3 separate regions of the Sus scrofa genome follow, and all the other regions are linked to region 2. Evidence: chromatin contacts called from public Hi-C and targeted proximity ligation data. All regions are on one chromosome and are shown on one strand. The core of a region is the stretch at or near the end of the contact, and the rest is flanking DNA. Distances in the headings are between cores, read along the strand shown. Region 1 overlaps LOC110260073 (alpha-2C adrenergic receptor-like). Region 2 overlaps USP42 (a long non-coding RNA gene). Region 3 has its middle 43 kb from the start of CYTH3.

The links. Hi-C and Micro-C count contacts between places; a contact is called where the count stands out from the background.
Region 1: a contact with region 2 is called in a targeted proximity ligation map of skeletal muscle. A contact is called at or near these places in 1 of 5 promoter capture datasets (liver), 11 of 47 Hi-C or Micro-C datasets (adipose tissue, blood, embryonic fibroblasts and 7 more) and 2 of 2 datasets of targeted methods (alveolar macrophages and skeletal muscle).
Region 3: a Hi-C map of subcutaneous adipose tissue shows a contact between it and region 2, with 5 times the contacts expected there. A contact is called at or near these places in 2 of 5 promoter capture datasets (fetal skeletal muscle and liver), 28 of 47 Hi-C or Micro-C datasets (adipose tissue, alveolar macrophages, blood and 16 more) and 2 of 2 datasets of targeted methods (alveolar macrophages and skeletal muscle).

Annotation. Positions count from the first base shown.
Region 1 is chr3:4,837,928-4,842,550 of Sscrofa11.1, reverse strand. The region is part of intron 2 of LOC110260073 (alpha-2C adrenergic receptor-like); the gene reads right to left. Among named protein-coding and RNA genes, the nearest start is that of RAC1, 37 kb to the right of the region's middle.
Region 2 is chr3:5,000,706-5,005,143 of Sscrofa11.1, reverse strand. USP42 (a long non-coding RNA gene) reads left to right here. Exons shown (of 18, transcript XR_002342221.1): 17 at 678-721; 18 at 1,726-2,738. CYTH3 (cytohesin-3) reads right to left here. Exons shown (of 13, transcript XM_021086079.1): 13 at 2,943-4,438. Among named protein-coding and RNA genes, the nearest start is that of USP42, 45 kb to the left of the region's middle.
Region 3 is chr3:4,855,763-4,860,278 of Sscrofa11.1, reverse strand. No RefSeq gene overlaps it. Among named protein-coding and RNA genes, the nearest start is that of CYTH3, 43 kb to the left of the region's middle.

The sequences.
Region 1 (4,623 bases), core at 436-2,935, 160 kb after region 2:
GAGAACAGCAGTGCGGAAGGTGGGGGCCGCTGGGGTTGGGCAGCAGTGCTGGACCCTGGGGCTCTGGCAAGCTGCTGCATCAGTGAACATTCTACCTCAGAGCTGGGGCCCAGGTTCAGTCGCCAGCTCTGGGGAGGCAGAAGAATGACGGCCCTATTGCAACACATCCAGAGAGGAGATAAAGAAAGCCAGGATCTCCAAGATCCACTGACCAGACGGCCAGGGGCCCAGCAGAGGCGCCAAGGAGGAAGACGAAAGAGCCCCCGGGGAAAACGCAGGGTCGCAGGCCCGACGGCACTGCACGCTTCAATGAGACGGCAGTTAGAAATGTTTCCTGCATCAACAACTAAGTCAGTGGCAGGTAAACTCCGAAGGAAGAACTCCCCACACGGTCCACCAGCCCAGCTGCCTTTAAAACGGAGTGACCCCACCTCAAGGAGTATGGGAGAAGACACCAGAACATTTTTGCCTAGTTCATTCTTATCTTGTCACTTTTTCTGTGTTTTATAATACATACCATATTTTGGTAGTGCAAAATACATGGTTTATAAATAAGTGTACGTATATATATATATGCTTATTTACATCATGTGGGTAGATACATCTCTCCATGGGGCATGCTCGAAACTTTGTATCTACACAAGTGACCATTACACTACGTAACAACAGATACAAATATATTTGAGCAGTAAAAAAAGCCCTATACAAACATAAGGTGCAATTCTTTTTTAATTTAGATATAATTGTCATAACATTAGATTAGTTTCAGGTGTGCAACATGGTTTGATATCTGTATATATTGCAAAATGATCACAGTAGGACATCTATCACCACGCATAGTTACACCTGTCCTTTTAAGAGATGCAATTCTGGCTACGAATCAAAATAAACACTTTCAAAGTTCACCAAGTCAAATCTAATTAACTTCTCTCGACAGTTCTTGCAAATGAACTGTGCAAAGCATATTATTTTAAACCTTACATTTATTTTACTGATCTGAGATGTACTAAGGATGAGTATTTTCCTGAAATGGAAATACTCCTAAATATGTATTTTTGAAGTCTGAAAAAAAAACAGGTCATTTAATAAGGGCCAACTCTCAGGAAAATTAATTTCTAACACTTTTACTATGTCCTTGTACAAGGATTTAGTACCATTCAGAAAGATGACGTATTGCCAGAATCATATTAATATGTCTTATATTAGATATCATTAGTGTAATCATACAATCTGTAATAATAATCATTGCACTTAATAATGACAGAATAAGGTCTTGTAGTTCTTAAGTATGTCCAGTAATAAACTATGTATTTATTTAATTCTCTTAACAACTACAGTAGGTCGGTGAAACCTTTCGGCTCTAAGCCCTCAACTGGCCAACTCTCCCCCATTAGACTGTTACACACTTTACTTATATTTTGAGAGCCCAAAACAACTTTCAAATACTTTCTGAACATGCACACGCCACTGTGGTGAAACAGATGCTGTGGTTTACTCTCACGGTACTGCATACATTCTACTACACCAGAGTGCCAAAGCACGCTCGACGACACGGCCAACTGTCCTTGGCCGCAGCTGGCCCGTCATCGCCCACTCCTAACCCTCCAGGTTAAGTCTACAAACTACTAAGCAGCATGAATGATCACAAAACAGTATACCCACAAAAGCGGAGACCTGCCCCCCAGAATGAGGAAGTCTGTTGTGAAGCTCAAGACAGTATAAATCAGGAAAAGGGAAGCGCAGGACTGGGAGACGTTTCTGAGCTTACTCACTCCTTACCTCCCCCCTGGGCCCCCCCCCCAAAAGGTGACAAAGGTTGAGAACACAATCAGAGGCCAGAGGGTGGGCCTGTCCAGGGTCCTCCGCAAGAGTCCCGCGGCTGCAGACAGCGGGCCTGCTGCGTGACAGTGGGTCTGACCCAGTTAGGCGGCGGCTGCCCTCCTGGGCTGCCGTCACTGTCCCTTCCCCAACCTGAGCTATTAATGGCCTCAGGGACCTGACGGTCTGGATACCAACGCTCTAGAAACTAAAAATAACCCAGCCTCTATGCCCTGAAAGCCAGCTGGCAAGGCTATTCCCAGAGGGGCTGTGTGGGGGTGGGGACACAGCGAAAGGAGCAGGTGCTGCTCGGCCAGGGTGGACAATGGGCCTGGAGCGGGTCCTGCCTGAGGAGGCTCACCAACTGCTCCAAGGCCACCTTCACGGTTTTTTTTTTTTTTTAATTCAAGTATAGTTGATTTACAACATTGTATTAATTTCAGGTGTACAGCAGAGTGATTCAGTATTTTCACAGACTCCCCTAAAAGTTATTCCAAGATGATGGCTCTAATTTCCTAGACTGTACAAAATACCTTGTTGCTTATCTGTTTTATACACAGTAGTTTGCATCTGTTAATCCCAAACCCTAATCTGCCCCTCCCTCCTCCCCCTCCCGTAACCACTGGTTTTCTTTCTTTCTTTCTTTATAGTTATTTCCCAATACAATGTTTTTCTCCTGTACAGCATGGTGACCCAGTTACACATACATGTACACATTCTGTTTTCAATGTCTGTGAGTCTGTTTCTGTTTTGCACATACATTCATTTTAATTATGTTTTAGATTCCACATGTAAGTATCACAGCCTCTCAGCTTTCAGGTGTTAATCTTAGTGGACTTACTGTCACTGAGGTCACTGAGCTCACAACTAAAACCACCAGACTGAGGAGGTGGCTGAAACAAATTCCTCAAGTTGCTTCACAGCGTAGAGGATGAGAAAGAGGAAGGGCTGGTCATCTCTGCGTTAAACTGAATCATAACCACAGGAAGCAGACACACATACTGAGTTCCTGCCACGGACCACTCGGCGAAGCCAAATCACACCTGCGCGCTAACCGGCTCCACAGCTCCTGCAGGTCACCGCCCTGTCGCCTCCTTCCGCCACCAAGATGCTCCAAGATGCACTCACAGGTCCGAGGGGCGAGGAGGGTGGGCCGAGCTGGCTGTGTCCTCTTTCCTCAGGCTGTCGTGAGGCCTCAACGTGCAAAAGCACCGAGCCCTCTCTGACCAGCATCCCTCACATCCAATAAACAGCTGTTAGTACCACGCCAGAAGAGCGTTTTAGGGAACCAGGACAAAAGGCTGCTGAGGACAAAGGAACCACTGGATGGCAACGTGGAAGTGGCCTGACCACTGCAGGCTTCGTGGTGGGGGGGCAGAGGCCCAGACTGGAACGGCTGAAGGGGAGGGAACCCCCAGGCACCCCCCACTGCTGGAGGAAGCACACAGTTCAACAACCTCAGTGGAGAGAAAGTGGGCAATAACTTCACAAATTATTTACAAATGAGTATAATCTTTCCTTTGGGACTCTACACCTACAACTTTTTGCTGCAGACTGAATCAGCAAGTGTTTGCTGAGGTCCTGCCCCAGTCTGGGCATTAGCATCAGAACGTGTACCAAGCAAAGGGCTGTCTGCTTGAAGCACACTTTTTTTTTTTTTTTTTTTTTGGTCTTTTTGCCATTTCTAGGGCCGCTCCCGCAGCATATGGAGGTTCCCAGGTTAGGGGTCAAATCGGAGCTGTAGCCGCCGGCCTATACCACAGCCAGGCCACGCCGATCCAAGCCGAGTCTGCAACCTATACCACAGCTCACAGCAACGCGGATCCTTAACCCACTGAGCAAGGCCAGGGATCGAACCCACAACCTCACGGTTCCTAGTCGGATTCGTTAACCACTGTGCCACCACGGGAACTCCCTTGAAGCACACCTTTGAGTGAACGTATGTACAAGGACACACACGGTTTTCCCTGGCAGTATTGTCTGTAGAAAGGTCGTTTTGGATCAATATTGTACACCAAATACCAGATAAACTCCAACACTTTACAGTTAAAAGTAAAACATGATATATTAGCACCAGAATACGTTACACGCGAATTCCTTAGATCTTCAGAGTTGGGAAGGCCTTTCTATGACAAAACCCATAAGTCAAAAAAGACTATTAAATGCGACTCCGTAAACTTCAGTATGGCAAAAATACATCATAAACAAAGTCAAAAATATACTAACTGGAAAAAAACGTCAACTTGTCTCAGACAATACCGTCTTTTCTGTTTCTTTTCAGCTGTACCCAAAAAGTGACAACTCCGGATCCTTAGCCCGCTTCACCACAAGGGAACACCAAGACAACTCTTACCTAATAGACAGAAAGCTCTAAGAAACCCACTGGAAAAATGGGCAAAGAACATGTACAGTTCACCAAAAAAGAGATGCAAATGAGTCTTTTTCTCATACCACCTTGTCCTTTAACGCAAGCAGGCAGGCAAGCCTGCTGGCTCCAACACCAAAATACACCCTCAATGCAATCCTGCTGCTGTCTGATGAACAGCACTTTTCTCCTGTTTCTCTAAGGTTTGCCCCCCCCCCCCGCTAAACCCCTCAACCCCACCCCCCATCCCCGCTCTTACCACGAAGTCAGAGTGATTTTTTTCAAATGGTTAAATGCAGAGTTAACATATGACCCAGCAATTCCACCACTAGGTACATAACCAAGAGAAATGAAAATATATGTCCACGCAAAACCTATACAGGCATATCTTGCTTTTTTTTTTTTTTCTTTTTCTTTTTGCCTTTTCTTGGGACACTTCC
Region 2 (4,438 bases), core at 29-2,528:
TGGGGTGAAGCAGCGAGGGCTCTGTGTGCGCAGTGGGCCTGCAGGGATTCTGCGCTTTGGCCAAAATCATCCCTTCCCCCTGCGGGTCTCCTGCAAGGAGCACCGCTTGAGGCCACCAGCTCGCCCACAGAGCCGGCCCCAGGGGAGGGAGAGTGGCAGGCGAACCCCAGCAGCGGACACTTGGTAGTCCGGCTGCGTGTCTGGGGTCAGGTGGTGGCCCTGTTCCTGTCCTGGACGTGATGGCACCTGTGCTGTGAGCTGACCGAGGGCCCCCAGGCCGAGCATCTCTGGGGGGGCGGAGGACGGAACTCTGCCTGCCTGTGTGTCTGCTGTCCTGGTCCCTTGACCATTTACCTCTTTCAGACTCCTGTTCTCTGGCACCTTTGAACTCAGTGTCTTTGGCCTAAGAGCTGTTCTTGCCTGACGCCCAAATGCCTTCTGCTGGGGTGAGAGTGGGCTGTTTCCGTGGGGATGCGGCCCTCAGGCATCACATGAACTGTTTTCAGTAAAACTCAGAGCTGCAGCTCATCCGTGCTCCTCCTCATGTAGGACTGATTTCAGGCAACGAGCTACTGAGAACTGGTCCTAAGTGTGATTACCTAATGCACACAGAGCATAGGCCCTAAACGTATTGTAAAACCATCATTAAAATCTGTTTCCCAACCTTTGCTTTTTAGGTGATTGAAAACTTGGCCTCAGAGCAAAGAATTCACTAGTTACGGTAAGCTGTCGGCCTACGTCTGTTTGCCTAGTCGTTCGGGGAGCCACCAGGGGGCCCCAGAGAGGAGCGCTGGGCCGCGGGCGGCGCTGGGAGCAGAGGGAGACGGAGCCGCTACCCGGGCGGGGGAGAGGGTTGGGTCCCTGAACTCAGTCGCTCCCTTCCCTCCTCCTGGTAAGAAAAGGAGGGAAGGTTGAAGCTTCAGAATCAACAGTCACTTGATAAACATTTGAAAGCTGGAGAAGCCATCGCCTCAACCCAGACGCAGCTCCCAGTTGGCCTGAGCGAGGAGATCCCTCCCCGCCCACCCGTCCTTGAGCTCCGGGCACCCCCAGCCTCCCCCAGCTGTGGGTACCGTGCCCAGCCTGGAGCCCTAGCCTCGCTAGATCTCAGGCCTGCTTCAGACAACTAGGACTTGGCTTTGTTTGAGGTTCGGGCGCTTTGGGGGAGCACATCAGGCGTGGGGTGTCATTTTCCACTGGTTTCATTCGGCGGCCCTGGGAGGCAGGACCTGGTGGCGTGAGCCCTGACGTGCTGGGGCGCGGGGGCGGCCAGCCAGCCCCTGGGCTCTGGGAAGGCAGTTTCGTCCAGACGGGTAACTTCAGCAAAGGGGGGGTTAAATGGATGTCCGGAACCGTCTGCAGATTAATTCGCAGCTGATTCACGCCCGTGGCCAGTGCGTGCTCCGGGCCAGGTCTACGCCCGAGTCAGGAATGAGGAGAGGGCGGGACGAGCGCAGCGGGGGCCCGGCGGGCGGGACCCGCGCCCAGCAGGTGGCGCCCTCCTCGAGGGAGCGGCACCAGCTGCCTGGGCTCCTGCGTTTAGAACCGCCTGGTTCCTGGACTGCCCTTCAGGAGGGCGGTTGCCTAAGGAAGAGGAGTGCCCCCCCCCCCGCACCCCCCGCCCCGGGTGGGTGCCGGGGTGGGGGGACCTCCCTGGGCCCTTTGTTCCAACTTCCTGCCTCTGGCCGACTAACTAACTAACGCCTGTTGCCTGCTGTCTTTCAGATTCAACGTGTTCAACAGAAGCCATCCCCAACCCAGCTTAAATTATAGAGAAAATAACTTTGTTCAAATCTGCGTGGTGCTTCTTTAGTAAATACTGTACAGATTTTACCATGGAGGACTTTTTTTTTTAGTTTTTACCTTTTCTTAATTACCCTTATTCCAAATGGACGAACACTTTCTACAACTGCTGACCACTGTAAAATACTGTGTATATAAATCACATTGAAATAACGCCCTGGACTAGAACATCTCAAATGCTGCTTAATCACAGACTCAGGTTGATCACTCGTATTCCATGTAACGCTCCTCCGAGTTAGCTAGCCGGTGCAAGACCAGCCGGGACACCATGGAATTATTAAAAGTACAAACTGACAGTGTGTATATTTAATTTAAAAACTTATTTAAAGATTCACACGCTCTCAATGAGACTTTTGAGAGCAGTCTGTTTTCTGTAATGTCTGATACTAGAAACTAATTTGCTTCATATTTTAGTTGTATTCAAGATTTGAAGATGTATTTTATAGACAAGTTCTGTTTTTGAACTTCGTGGAACTATTCCAATCAATTTACCAGTTATGATGCGTATTTACATTATGAATGTATAATCCAAACATTATTTGTAAGGCCTACAGTATGTTTTTATTACCTAACTTTTTTATACAGTGTCTCTTGTCTTGACTATGATATTGGAGTCTGAGTTGTCGGCTTGGTCCCTTAAAGTTTCTAGTTACAGACAAAATCATACTGTGATTTTATTTTTAATATGGATATGCTATCAAACTGTGATACACTTATAATTCACTGGTCCTGCATCAGGAGATGGAGTGGGGAAAACTGTATTTGATACAGTTCGTATCTGAATAATCTGTATGGTTTATACAGTTTGTGTTGTTCAGAGATGTCTAAAGAAGTTTGATCTTTGTTTTTTTAAAGATTAAAAAAGCACTTGCCCCACTGTAAATATACAGCATGGAAAATTTATATAGTATATAAATGGCAGCAAATTAAACCTTTTTTGTGTCTTTTTCATTTATTTTTTCCCGCTCTTTTCCCCATTTACTCACCGACGCTGCTCATGGGCTTCTTCCTCTGCGTTCACTGTCTCAACATCTCCAGGGCACAAGCCACGGGCTCTCGGCCCCAGACTGGAGGTACAGACAGACCCCAGACGGGTGCGGGGAGTCTCCTTATTTTAAAGAAGCCAGTCATAGGCCGTGTTGTTTTAACAGCGTGTTTTTATTTAATGAACACACTATTTGCAGTCTGACAGCCACACACCCTGCAACGTTACTGCTCACTTTACAGCAAAATGTCAATATAGGCTATTTCTTCATGCGCCTTGTGGGAGTCTATACAATGAAGAACAAGCACTCCAGAAATCAATCTATATGTACATTATTTACATATTAACTATATTTACTGTCAATAGAAATGTTCTCTAAGAAAAAAATAAAACAAGAAATCACAATGTGTGGTTTCTGGTCTACAACAGACCTAACTTCTTAGCAAAGCACATCTATGTAGATATATGCATTTTAACTCGAAAAATATGCATTGCTTTATATGCAGCATTAAATGCTGCTTCACCCATGAACAGCTCCTGTTCGGACTCCGTTTGGTACCACATTAAACTGCTCAAATATGTTCCACATCCTGACGACACTGGCTTGTCTGGGTCCAGGGTCGGCCAAGTAAACCTTGGGTTAAGGGCGGCGGGCGGGCGGGCCCTGGAAGCCGGGTCTCCCGGGCAGGGACCCCCTTCCCCGCCTCCTGCCCCTGGTCTCTGGAGGAAAACTCTTTGGCCAGAGCGGGGGCAGGTCATTCAAGCACTGAGTGCAGACCGGCGCGGGGGAGGAGGAGGACAGGCCAGCTCGGTGAGGTCCGGGTGGGCGGCCGCTGGCCACGACCCGCCCACACAGCCCTGCCCCGGCAGGTGACAGCTTAGGCCTCTCAGGTTAACACTGTCGCCACAGAACCTGGAATTAGGATGTCACCAACACTCCGATGGCAAGTGACAACAAAGATCCTGAGCACGCAGTCGTCTGCGTCTTTCTGGGAAGCTCCCCTCGGGTCAGATTTCTCACGGGGCGGGGGGGGGTTTAACTCACTTCTCCCAACCCCACCCTGGGGCAAACCTGCAAGACAGAAAGCCCAGCATCCCCCGGGTCCTACCTGGGTCAGACAAAGGCGAGAAGGTGCTTCCCGCAAAACACCCATCTAGCTGGCGCCAGGGCCACCCCCAGTGCCGGGGGCGGGGCCAGCCCGAGGGGTCGCCACCGGCAGGGTGGCCTGCGGTCTGGCCAGCATCCGTTGACGCAGCCCGAGTTCTGACACCTGCCGACCTGTCTTTCTCAAAGCCAGAGTTTCCAATGTGAGGTATCAGTACAGTAGCAACGGCTAAGAGCTTGGGAACGACCGGAAAAGATCAGTTTGATGCATGTTGGAGAGTGGTCCGTCCCCCCCCCCACCCCCGCCCCGAGTCTACTGTGACTTAAAGCTACGGCCAGGTCAGCCGCACGAGGCCAGGCCGGGGGCCCACAGCCGCTCAGCCCCAGCGTGGCGGCAGCTCTCAGCAACGGTCCCCTCTGCTCTTTAGACTTCCGTGTGAGTGCGGACAGACCGAGGGCTGTGCGGACCTGGCTTCCAGGGGATGACCTCGCAGGTGTGCAAACTGAGGTGTGCCCGCGTGGGGGAGGGGAAGGGAAGGAGGTCC
Region 3 (4,516 bases), core at 474-2,973, 150 kb after region 2:
AGCCTGGAAGAGAGTAGAAAAAAGGGGTCAGCCCGCAGCCAGTGGGAGGTCCGGGTGCCCCTGGGGGCCAGACAGGCCGCAGGACCAAGAAGCTCAGGGAAGCATCAGCGCTGCAGCCGCCCAGGGAACGGGAGCAGGAGGGCTGGCTGGTCCCCGTCACCACATCTGAGACACTTTCATTCTCACTCCAAATGTTCCCAGTAATTTTCTGTTCAATTTGGTAGCAATACACCCACTTAATAGCAAATCCAATTACTGTGGCTTCTCCCCATTTGTTACCTTAAGGAAGTGGGTTTTTCATACATTAGAGCTTATAACGAATTACTCAAAGCAAGGAAGCCAAATTTCACTCTCATTCCTGGTTCTCAGTTTTTCAGTTTGGTTTTTTGCTTTGGTTTTTTAGGGCTGCACCCGAGGCATATGGACATTCCCAGGCTAGGGGTCAAATCGGAGCTGCAGCTGCCAGCCTACACCACGGCTCATGGCAATGCCAGATCCTTAACCCACCGCATGAGGCCAGGGATCGAACCTGCATCCTCTTATCCTCATGGATCCCAGCCGGATTCATCTCCACTGCGCCACATGGGAACTCCCATTACAGCTGGTTTGTTTTGAACAATCATGTCACAGAGATGAGGGTGTTTCTTGGGTAAAGAACCGAGGAGGACAGGGCTGGCGCTGGTGCTACGGGCTGCAGTGGGAGCTGGCCGTCGGCCACCAAGGAGAGGACGCAGCCTTGGACGACTCGGTGAGGGAGCAGAGCCACTGGGCAGGAAGGAGACATTCAGTCTGTCTGGTTTTATAGGGCAGCGATAGTGAAGGGCTGGGTTCGCCTGAGACTGGAGGGCTTTGGATCTTGCAAGTGGGAAGGACGAGGGGTTCAGGGGCGCTCAGGTCTCTGTCCAGGGCTGGGAGGTGAAATCCTGCTCCTCCGAGCCAGGAACTGTATGCTGTAAAGAGCAGCTCCAGGAACAGGCTGACAGCACCCGCAGGGCTTGGCAACCCTCCGTGGACCCGTTTGCCGGGGCTGGAGGGGCTCCTGTGGAAGCAGCATCTCTCCAAGGAGCCGGCAGTGTAGTGAGCAAGAGTCTGAGCACCCCTTCCAGCACCTTCCAGGGTGACTTCTTGGCACTCCTCGGCAGTCTGGTTTGTCACTTTTCTCCCCAGACCATGGACGTCCCAGGTTGACTTCTGTCTTACTTAGCTGTTTATGCTTAGAGTCTGACACACAATTGCAATGAAATGAAGGCAAGTTTTTATCTTGGCCTCGCCCACAGCAAGCAGAGGTTCCCGGGCCAGGGGTCAAACTGACATCAGATCCTTAACCCGATGAGCCACCAGGGAATTCCAAGACATTGGATTCTCACTGCAAATCCTGGAAAACAAAAAATTACTCTTGCCAAATGCTTCGAGCCCTGGTCCGCTGGTCCTCGGTCTGTTGCACAAAATTCTCAATCCCCGAGTAGGGCCAGGGAGCCAAATTCTGCAGTCTGCTCTCATCCTTAGAATGCTATGCGTGTATTTCCCTAATGAGGACGTGCCACCGCTTTTATGAGCCTCACGGAGCCCAGGACAGTTCACGCGGATGGAGGGCGAGGTTACCAACACCAGACTTTGTGAGGCACACACATCCAGCGTCACCCAAATATAGCCAGTCTGACCTCTCTGGCTGCAAAAAGCAGCCCTAAGCGCTCTGACGTTCCTATCGTGAAACAGGAGAAGGAATGTCCTTCCCAGCTCATCTCCTGAGGACACTGCGGGCCTGGCAGGAAAGCATCACTTCCTGCCCATGACTGAGATGCATTACATCACAGGGGCCATGACTTCCAAGTCCTATTTTTAGAGGTGATGAGGAGGAAGCCAAGTCCGGCTTCGCGTGGGAAGCAGCCCAAGGGTTCTTCCCTGAGCCCGAAGGTCCAGGGGGCCACAGCTTCCAAGACCACCTCAGTTTCTCACGCCGACCTCGTGCACATCCTGAGTCGCCTCGTGGCCTCACAGGGGGCAGCAGAGGATGTTCCCAGGCAGCCTCTCAAGTCCAGCGAACTGTCCTGCCACCAGAGCCAAGGTCAAGCTGTAAACCTGAGTCTGTATTTCCCTTGGGCTGTGCTGAAGGCTGTAGCCCACGTCCCTTCCTACAAACCAGGTCTGGGGACAGCTTAAGAGAGGATGACGTGTTCCCAAAAGTGCAAGATTGAAAGAGACTCTAAAGCCCATTGCTCTTGGACAATAAAAATGCTTAGAATTCAATGAAAAAAAGGCCAAGGGCTCATTGTTGGTGGTTTTTGTCTTCCGTAGGGCCACACAAATGGATGTTCCCAAGCTAGGGATTGAATGAGAGCTGCAACTGCCGGCGTACACCACAGCTACCACAAGCAACTCGGGATCTAAGTCGCGTCTGCAACCTACACCACAGCTCACAGCAACACCAGATCCTTAACCCATTGAGCAGGGCCAGGGATTGAACCCACGTCCTCACAGACACTAGTTGGGTTCGTTACCAGTGAGCTACAGCAAGAGCTCCGGCATATATCTTTTTGAATTAGAGTAAAAACTATTTTTTTTTTTTTTTTTGGTCTTTTTGCCTTTTCTGGGGCCGCTTCCCGAGGCATAATTGGAGCTGTAGCCTCCGGCCTACACCATAGCCACAGCAATGCGTGATCTGAGCCGTGTCTGCAACCTACACCATAGGTCACAGCACCACCAGATCCTCAACCCACTGAGTGGGGCCAGGGATCGAACCCGAAACCTCATGGTTCCTAGCCGGATTCATTAACCACTGTGCCACCAAGGGAACTCCCTAAAACTACATTTTAAAACAAAGACCTGGAGTGTTGTCACTGCAACAGCTTGGGTGACTGCTGTGGTGCAGGTTGGATCCCTGCCCTGGGAACTTCCACATGCCATGACTGTGGCCAAAAAAAGCCCCCAAAAAGTTAAAGAAAATAAAGAATACCTATATATGTACATAAATAACTGAATGACTTTGTTGTATGCCAGAAACGAACACATTGTAAATCAACTATACTTCAATAAAACAATTTATTTTATAATGATTTTTGTTTTTTCCATTATAGCGGGTTTACAGTGCAAGAAAACAACTTTTAATTGAAAAAACTAGAACAAAATGTGGCTTTAAAGATTCGAAATCATGTAAAATAAAGGCAAGAGAGGGAAGGCCTTCTGTGCCCATGGCCCCTGTTCCACTCCCACATCTTCCATCCAGAGAGGAAGGCCTTGCTGTGAAGGTCAATGTTATGTGTCACCAGGACTGGGCCCAGGGACGCCCAGATGGCTGGTGAGACATTATTTCTGGGTGTGCCCGTGAGGGCGTTTCTGAAAGGGATTAGCATTTGAATCAGTAGGCTGAGTGAAAACTGGTTCAAACCAACCTGGGGTGGTATCATCCAAGACTCTGAGGGTCTGGATACGATGAGAAGGGCAGAAGGACCACTTCTGCCCCTTCTTGAGCTGGGACGTCCACCTTGTCCTGCCCTTGACATTGGAGCTCTAGCTTCTGGTCCTGGAGGGTTTTTGTTTGTTTGGGGTTTTTTTAGGGCCGCACCCATGGCATATGGAGGTTCCCAGGCTAGGGGTCTAATCAGAGCTGTAGCCGCCAGCCTACGTCAGAGCCACAGCAACGCAGGATCCGAGCCATGTCTGCAACCTACACCACAGCTCACGGCAACGCCAGATCCTTAACCCACGGAGGGAAGCCAGGGATCAAACTGGCCACCTCATGGTTCCTAGTCAGATTCGTTTCCACTGTGCCACCACAGCAACTCCCCTGGTCCTGGAGGGTGAAGCCATGCAACTTCCCAGTTTTCCAGCTGGTGCCTCTCAGCCTCCATAACTGCCCAAAGTAACTTCGCTCTTCTGATTTCATGTGCATCGTACTGGTTCTGTCTCTCTGGAGAAGCCTGACTTATACACGCGTGAGTAAGATTACAAGTGAGACACTAAGACAATCCCTTTTTGTAGAGCAAATGCTCACAGAAAACCATGTGCAAACTCATGAGGTTTTTTCCCTCCCCTTCAAGAGAATGGGGTTTTTGTCTAATATTGATGCGTGTTGAAAGTTAAAAAAAAAAAAAAATCACACACTTACTTTATTAAAAATCTTCTTATCTTTTTTTTTTTTAGGGCCCCACCTGCGGCATATGGAAGTTCCCAGGCTAAGCATCGAGTCGGAGCTGCAGCTACCGGTCACAGCCACAAGGGATCTGAGCCGAGTCTGCAGCCTACACCGCAGCTCTCGGCAAGGCTGGATCCTTAACCCACTGAGCAAGGCCAGGGATCAAACCTGCATCTTCATGGATGCTCGTCTGACTCAGTTCCTCTGAATCATGAGAGAAACGTCCAGATTTTATTCAATTACAATGTAAGCAGTCATATGTGGTAGAAGCTACTCTATTGGATAGTACAGGCAAGGTAAGTATTATTATTACTGGTTTTGGACAATGAATTAAAGTCTGAGGCTGGCACAGCCAGTGCAGCCTGAGGTTAGTGGAGATTTGAA